Regions from separate parts of the Drosophila melanogaster genome. Here region 1 is linked to region 2. The links are chromatin contacts, called in public Hi-C maps. All regions are on one chromosome and are shown on one strand. The core of a region is the stretch at or near the end of the contact, and the rest is flanking DNA. Distances in the headings are between cores, read along the strand shown.

Region 1 (3,772 bases), core at 499-2,998, 120 kb after region 2:
GCGCAGCTGTCCAAAAGACCCTGAGTTGGGCCCATTGAACCGCCTTTATTATTGGATGGATGACTCCTCGGTATCATGATACGATTTCTTGCGTAGTATATGGCACAGTGCACAAAGAAAAAATGTTTCTCTAAGTTGGTCATTCATTTCGCACGTGTTTTAAGGTCAAGAAACAGATCAAGCCGGCGCATTACTTACACACTTATTTCATATACATATGTACATACTTAGCTTTAAAAGATTAATATCAGATTCATTCAAACGTATAGAAATACATATGAATAATATTTATATGCTATCATTGATAACGGAATTCCACATCCAAACTGTGTCAAACCTTTCAAAAGTGATGTATTTCATAACATATGGTTCGATTTGGGCTAAAACTGATTAGATTAATACTGCTTGGATGGTAGTAAATTGAAAAACAAATTTTTCGTCCGGCATTACTTTTGTGAGTGACTTTGCAGAATTGTAGTATAATTTCTGTGGTAGTCAACAACCTTTTCGACAAACAAACAAAGTGCTTTCAAGCAGTCAACCAAAAAGATTATACTTTATGTCAACAAAATATTTCAACATTTCGTGCAATTCCTAAGAAAATTTATTGAATATTGTCCATCATACGATTTTCATAAAATTAAGAGATTTTGAAAAACACATTCAAGTACGTTGATGAGTATAAATTTATATAACCTAGTTTTTCCGCGAGTGTAAACGTGGATGTTGATAAAGTGGGCAGCCGAAATACAATTGAAGCGAATATGCCAAAGGCGCAATTTCTGGAAACGACCGATAGGGAAATGCCCTCCCACAAAATGTATTTATTTACGAATTATTTTAGCAAGCCAGACGGAAGAAGAAGACCGGGTCGGGGAAATGGGGAGCGCAAAAAGTAAACCACAACTGACGTCAAGCGTGCTAAGTGCAAAGTAAAGGAACAAGACATGACATGAATGAAAGAGCGGAGGGAGAAAGAGTGCGTTGGCAGCTTCTTTGTCTTTGTTTTCATACGGAGTTTTGCGGATTCTTTGTTGTCTCTCTTTCTTTCTCGCCCCCTCTGCGGAGCAAGAACAAGTGCAAAGTAAACAAATAAAAGCAGAAAGAAATCAAAAAGCAGACAACGCAAAGCCTTGAAAAAATATGGGATGCGGATACTAACAAATTGCAAACAACTCCATAAATACATACACATGTCTAGATACTCTCGCAACAACAACAATGCGGCATAACGGGTTACCATGTTATTGTTATGATTGTAAAAAGGGGAGACGCAAAAAAACACGAATGAAAGAGCAAAGCAGACGAAAACAAACAACTTACCGCCCAGCAAATCTTCGCTCGATTTTGGTGTCGTAGACATTTTGTTTTTGTTTATCGGTATGTGTGTTCAACACGTCAACACCAAAGATAACTTGGGTTTATTGCTTATTATTAACTCGCTTTAAAGTTAAACTATTTCTATTATTCTTTCGTGAGTTTGACCAAGTTTTTTTTGGCCCTTCCGTATGTCTGCCTGTGTTTGTGTATTCGCTTTTGCTGTTTATGTATGCGTAGGAAAATGCGTTTTACTTTTCGTTTGGCGCTGTTTCTCCGCCGCTGCACTCGATTTGACTATAACTACTGGTTTCGGACTGAAGCCAACCGCTGGAGCTCCGAAATATTGCAACTTTGTTTAATGCTTCTCCCGAAGCGACTGTCTTGTAACTAAAATTAAACACGATTCGTTTCTACGCACAAGCTTAATGCGTAGTTTAAATCTTTTGTTGCTGTCCAGTGTGACCAGATGGAGAAACGGTAGCAATCCAGGTGCGTGTCTATGTTTTCCTACATCTGGCATCCCTTGTATCAAGTAAATTTATTGGTGGTTATTTTTAAAATGATAAAACTTGGTTTCTGTTGACTTTTGAAAATATATGCATATGCATATATGAATATGAAAAGTATATATACATTTACTTTTATTTTATTCTTATCTCGTTTTCAAAAACAAATCAAATGTTTCCAAATCACTTTTAGCCACATTTCGGACGAAATAAAAGTTATTGCCTTCCACTATAGTTTTTGGCGATATATACAGGTCTTTTTGCGGATCATATTGCGCTCTTCCAAGCAATTTCAGGAACTCATGACGTTCCCGCAGTCTAAATTCGCGTGAGGCCAAAAGCTCCGGGCACTGGACAATCTGGGCATGTGGAAGGCCCATATCCTGGTGAATGTAACTAAATCGCTCGACAAGATCATCCGGAGCTGCAAGGATAAGTTGTTTAATTACAAATGTCCTTAATTTTGAATGTAGATAGACTTACGAATCATCAAGAGGCGCGGCTTTCGTACCACCAGGTCACTTAGCTCCTTGGCATTGAATCCCATTTCCTCCTTAAGGGTGAACACAGACTTGCGGAGGTGTTCCATATTGTAGGTAATGGCATTGGGTTCTCTGGTGGCCAACAGTCGCAGATCATGACCACTCAATTTGAACTCCTTTTGGAAGTAACCCAATCGACGATCCACTCGCCTGGTGGAGAACATCAGCCAATAAGGATTCTGGGTGAGAATTCTTTGCCTGGCTTCGTCCGAGAATCTCTTGCTTTTTAGATAGTTCACTCTGGTCTGCAGATCGTCCAAGTCCTCCTTGAACAGCAGCGGGTTCTTGGTGAACATCCTGCCGAAGTCATCGGGTGATACGCCCTGATCCACCAGGAACGTTATGTAGGGCTTCACATTTTTCTCGAAATCCAGCTTCAGTACAAAGTCTCCCAATCCCTTTCGCCGTTCAATACTGTGCAGATCCACTCCCAAGCTGAGAAATTGCTGCAGGGTACTCGAGTTGTTCACATAGGCCGCCAAATTGAAGGAAGGCACATGGGCCTCCCGATTTCGGAAGTCCAGAGCCACTTCTTTGGAGCCTTCACATTCCGCAGGCTCGGTCTTCTTGTCATTCTGTTTGGTGGTTATACCCGGTGATGTTAACACTTCTACCTCATGGTGGACACTTTGTTGTCCTCGCAGATTTCGTATTTGTGAGGTAATTGTTGCGTTTTTAGCCGCATTTTGTGAATTCCTCAAAATGTTACGTAGAGCTGAACAAAACATGCTGGAGGCGTTGCCAGATGTCGCGAATGTGACCAGCAGTTGGCTGCCAAAGTTTCTAAATATGGCATGCTAGCTAGAAAAAGCTAAAATTATATTTTGAATATGATTTTGATATAAAAACATATTTGTTTTTAAATGGATATTCTTGAACAAAAATGCACTACTAATATCTGATTTCTTTAGTTTTTTTATGAAGATATATATAAAATTGCAAATTGTTGGTATAATTTTTAATCGGACGGTATATGTTAACGGTTACCACCACGGTCACACTAGGTATGATCTTGGATTTATTTTGGTGTGAAAATTCCGGAGCATAAAAACAGAAGAGACCCTTGTATGTGCAAAACCCCCCGAGAGGAGTGCCGGTAATTCCAAGTCAGCCACCTGTTGAACATTATTCAATCGCCGCATAATGGACAAGTTGCGCCGCGTTCTGAGTGGAGATGAGCCCACTCCGGAGGAGGAGAGCAGTATCATTACGCAGGTGAAGAAATTTTCTAATGGTACAGATCTCATTAGATCCCTTAACATATTCTGGCTGGAGGAATTATGATTATGGCGTGGCTTAGGAGCTAGCCGCTGGCAACGCCCCGCGATCACATGGCGCCCCAAGCCGTGTGACCCAACGCTTATCAAAGTATTTAGTTAATATCAATCAATTACATACGCAGAT
Region 2 (4,206 bases), core at 343-2,842:
ATCACTGGGCTACGCAGGAATTACGACAGCAACAGAAGGCAGTTATCCGAGATCCTCAAGGAGCAGGTAAGAACCACCGAGCGGCATTATGTCGCAGGTAGATTCCTACATACATATGTCAGCTGCACTATTCCACCCCTAAGCACTATATGGCAGATATAGTGCATCGGTGCAGGGCTGTACATGCGATGCAGTTGCAGTTGCAGCTGGCGCAAGGTGATTTCCCACTAAAGACATCCGTCTGAGGATACACAGGAGCACATTCGCGGTCACAATAATAGGAACTATCGCAATCGAATCTTTAGTAATTGGAAATGAGGGTCTTTAAATATAATTTTTAAGACCGAATTGTTGGACTAAAAGACCTGAAAAATGTATTTTTAAAATCGTTGATAGAATTGGTACAATTGTAGGTTAGATATAACTCATTTAGTTTTGAATTTTTTCATTCTGGGATACTGGGATTTTGAATACTAATATTTTCACCGCAACTGTTTATGCAGGCTTGTATTTCGTCCATTGGTTTTCACCGATCTCTTCGATTGAATTCTTCATATTGTAACGCTCTTTTTGAAACGCAACGTCCGTCTTTGCTTCTTCTTCCCACGAAGTAGCCGATAAATACGAATGCGAAAATCGCGAACAGAACAAATAACACCAACAAACCTCTCTTTTCGCCCGTCCCTTTTCCAAAGTCTTGCATCTGTTTCTCGAAAGGAAGATTGAAACGAGAATTATACTGGTACCGTGACACCAATGCAACCGAAAAGGGGGGAAATTATAGGGGTGGCGACATCAAATTGAATTTGAAAAATATTTTATTTGCATACGACATACTTATTTGCAAGCAATTAATGTTTCACTCTGGTCACTGCACTCACTTATACGATTAAATAGGCCTGATCATTTTGATATGAAAAGTGTATGTACGGGAAATATACATATTCTTTAGCAATAATCACGTAAATATACGTGAACACAAACAACCTTTATTCCAGTAAATCGCTTTTGAGTTTCACCATGGTCCGCAATGATGATTAAGTTTTAACTGCAGTTTGCAGTGGGAAGATTATACAAACATATTTCATTGAAATTTGAAATGACGCACTATGATGTTGAACAGTATTGATTATAATCGCCTTGTGAAATAATTTCACATGTAACCGTAACCCATTCCTTTGAACCACTGTGCCCCAAGCCCCACCAAGAGTACGTTACATTTTAAATTTAAATTCGAACATTCGGATGAAGCCGACCTTTCCGACACTCGCGGATTCTTCTGCTCTAAAATTTCAGCGTGCTTTTGCCATTGTGCGAGCTACTTTGTTGTTGCCAAGCTGGCATGAAATCCAGATTTCTCTTCCAAGCAAAAAAAAAAAAAAAAAACAACTCAGTGCGTCATCGGCTGCGTCATCAATTCGGGATGACGACGCCTCGCCATTCCGATTCGCAATTCCCCTTCCTGATTTAGATTATCCATTCCAAGCCCCGTCACATCGACATTTCCCAAAAGCAGGCACACAAACTCGTATATCTTGATTCGCCAGCGGGCGGCAGCTTTAGTTTGTGCATATACCCTGACTTTGGAGTTTCAGATTCGCACGAAATTGTGGAAGGTGAAGTTCTCGAAGTGAGTGAGCGAGTGCTTTGGATGGGAAGTGCATGATGCACGGCCGTGATGTGGCTTTTATAAAAAAAGTAGATTAGGTTGTGGCACGTGGTCTGGGGATTGCACTTGCAGTGGAACTCTGATGAATGTTAATGTCATGCGGTCATTTCAGACCCATAAGACCTATGAAAGTAAGTTGGATTCAATCAAGGTTTCAGGTCAGGGTAAACTAGGCATATATAAATATATATTAAGACATGCCATTGAATCCCTTATATATGCAGATATAGAATGCAGATATTATACTTAAGATAATATTTGTCTATCTGCAAACTACAAGTGTGTGTAAACTTCTCGCGCGGCAAATCGTATCTAGCATCGCAAAAGATACACTCTCACTAGTTCGAGCGTGCAGTATCTGTATGTGGTTATGGGTATGAAACACAACAGGTTGTCGGCGGTGTTTGGAGAAAGTGCTTAGTGCCAACAATACCATCAGGTGCAATGACCACATAGGTATACCTAGTCGGTGGATGGTTGGTTCGAAAAATCGTATAAATTGTCATGGAAACGCGACGCTCTGTGGAAGGCTAAACATGCGAGGGAACTTGATCTGATTAAAGCCCCATAATCAACTAAGGGAGTTTTCCGACGAAAAGATTGGCCATATAACTACTAAGAAATACCTAAAGCTTGTCCAACATTAGACAAGCTGCATACCGTTAATATAAACTATTATAACTTTCTTTTCGTACAAAGAGAAACATAACAATGCAATGGTTAAGTCCGTTGAACTTTAACTATTTAATGTCTTTGGAGCTTAGATAAGGAGATACATAACTTTATATGGTAAAGATATCTTTAATATTACTTGATTTAAACGTCTTGAACTTTGATAAGAAGATACTTACCATTACATATTGTAAATTTCTATTTAACATAACTTCTTGAACTACCCAAATCTAAATGGTTACATAAACTCCAAAATTACTCATGGAAGGATTGGAGTACTCAATCTTTCAGATGCGTCTACTGCTTCCACATTTCTTCCGCTTGAAGGCCGCAAACAAGGGTTCAAGTACAGCAAACACTTTCTTAGTCACACGTACATACATATCTCTTCTCTGCGTAGGTGGTGAAAATTGCTGCCCTTTTTTCCAGTCTCAATTCCTCACAGATGCGTTTCCTAGATGCCAACATGCTGAGGATTACCCATTGTCCGTAATATTTGTATGGAAAGGATACCCCGTCGAAGTGCTATTGATGAACTCTCGCACACATGCTTGGAAATATTATTACTAGTCACGGCGTGGGAACCGAGGCAGAAATGTCCCAAGATCCGTGCAGAATATGGCAATTTCTGGACGTAAAGGTGGGTAATTTGCGACACATTTATAATACGGGTACGGCACCGGCATTTCCCAGGTGAAAATGCGACATCGCAAATAGTGGTCACCCTGCTGTACGGATGTATCCCAGATACATACATACAGAAAAAAATTGGTTTGTCAGCGAAATCAGTTTTTCAAGAAAAACTGAGCCCTTTATTCCCAACTCGGACACAAACGACAGTGAGGTACAGCCTGCCGAGGACCATTAACCCTGTCAACCCCTAAAATGACAATTGTTTGAGCTATCAAAAGGATATTTTTCAATAAAATATTATCCAAAATAGTTTCCCCTTTCTTCCGAGATGGATTGTTATGCATATGTGCTTTTCCAGGCCATCCGTGAACGTATTCTTAAAGGGGTACAACAATTTCACAGTTTTTCCACACAAAAGCAATGCCGACCGACCCACATTTATGAATGGAAAGTATCCTTAATCTTATCATCATGGGGTGGGTTGGACTTCGACCGAAATTTTGTCAAGTTTCCTCATTTTTCACGATAGATTCAAACGAACTTTGGCCCTTTTCTTCAATTTTGTAATTGCGCCGTTTATTTGCCCATTGTATTTTCGCGCGACCCTGTTTCACCTGGGAAGATCCCGATCCTTTGTTCTTTTGTGACACCAAACTAGCTGGAAAACCTCTTTTTTTTATATTGTCATCATTGTTACACTTTTCTTTGTAAATAAAAACTTGACAATTTTCTGGAAAATATATGCGCAATAAACAATGGTTTGATCAAGCAATCAAAATCTGATAAGATTTGTTTATTTATTTATTATTTACTTAGCGCTTTAATTAAATTTGCCCAAAAGTTGGCTATAATTGCGTGACGTTCGGATTTGAAGCTATCTTTTCAGATTTGCGTTTTTGTCGTTGCAAGACCGCGGCAGTTAATCCAAGAAACAAGTTCTCTTATGAACATTTCAATCTTTCGGTCGACTGACTCAGCATCCCTCAACGAAGTTCTACGCTTTTACGCACTATATAAAACAGCCTGCAGTCGAAAAGGACCTCTCAATAGTCCTGTGCACCACCTGCTTCCTGTGGAATGATGCTGGGATTCCGAGATATTCTTGCAGCTGAACATATGCGCCTACGCTTCTTGGTTTTATAATTTTAAGGGCTGTTCGAATTTTCAGGATGTCTTCGCGGGTCCTAAAAAACGATATAAACTGTACACATGACGAGAAACATAAGGGTAAT

The links. A called contact is a pair of places that touch in the nucleus more often than the background predicts.
Region 1: a contact with region 2 is called in a Hi-C map of the Kc167 cell line, with 2.2 times the contacts expected there. A contact is called at or near these places in 3 of 107 Hi-C or Micro-C datasets (the Kc167 cell line and cellular blastoderm embryo).

Annotation. Positions count from the first base shown.
Region 1 is chr3L:20,517,645-20,521,416 of dm6, forward strand. It overlaps BNIP3 (BNIP3,), which reads right to left and starts at 1,749. Exons shown (of 5, transcript NM_206403.2): 1 at 1,573-1,749. It overlaps mTerf3 (mitochondrial transcription termination factor 3), which reads right to left and starts at 3,128. Exons shown (of 2, transcript NM_140983.3): 1 at 2,310-3,128; 2 at 1,946-2,250. The coding sequence starts at 3,096. The coding sequence ends at 1,973. CG5104 reads left to right here and starts at 3,365. Exons shown (of 4, transcript NM_140984.3): 1 at 3,365-3,583; 2 at 3,771-3,772. The coding sequence starts at 3,512.
Region 2 is chr3L:20,402,678-20,406,883 of dm6, forward strand. lncRNA:CR45973 (long non-coding RNA:CR45973) reads left to right here and starts at 1,593. Exons shown (of 2, transcript NR_133284.1): 1 at 1,593-2,981; 2 at 3,849-4,206.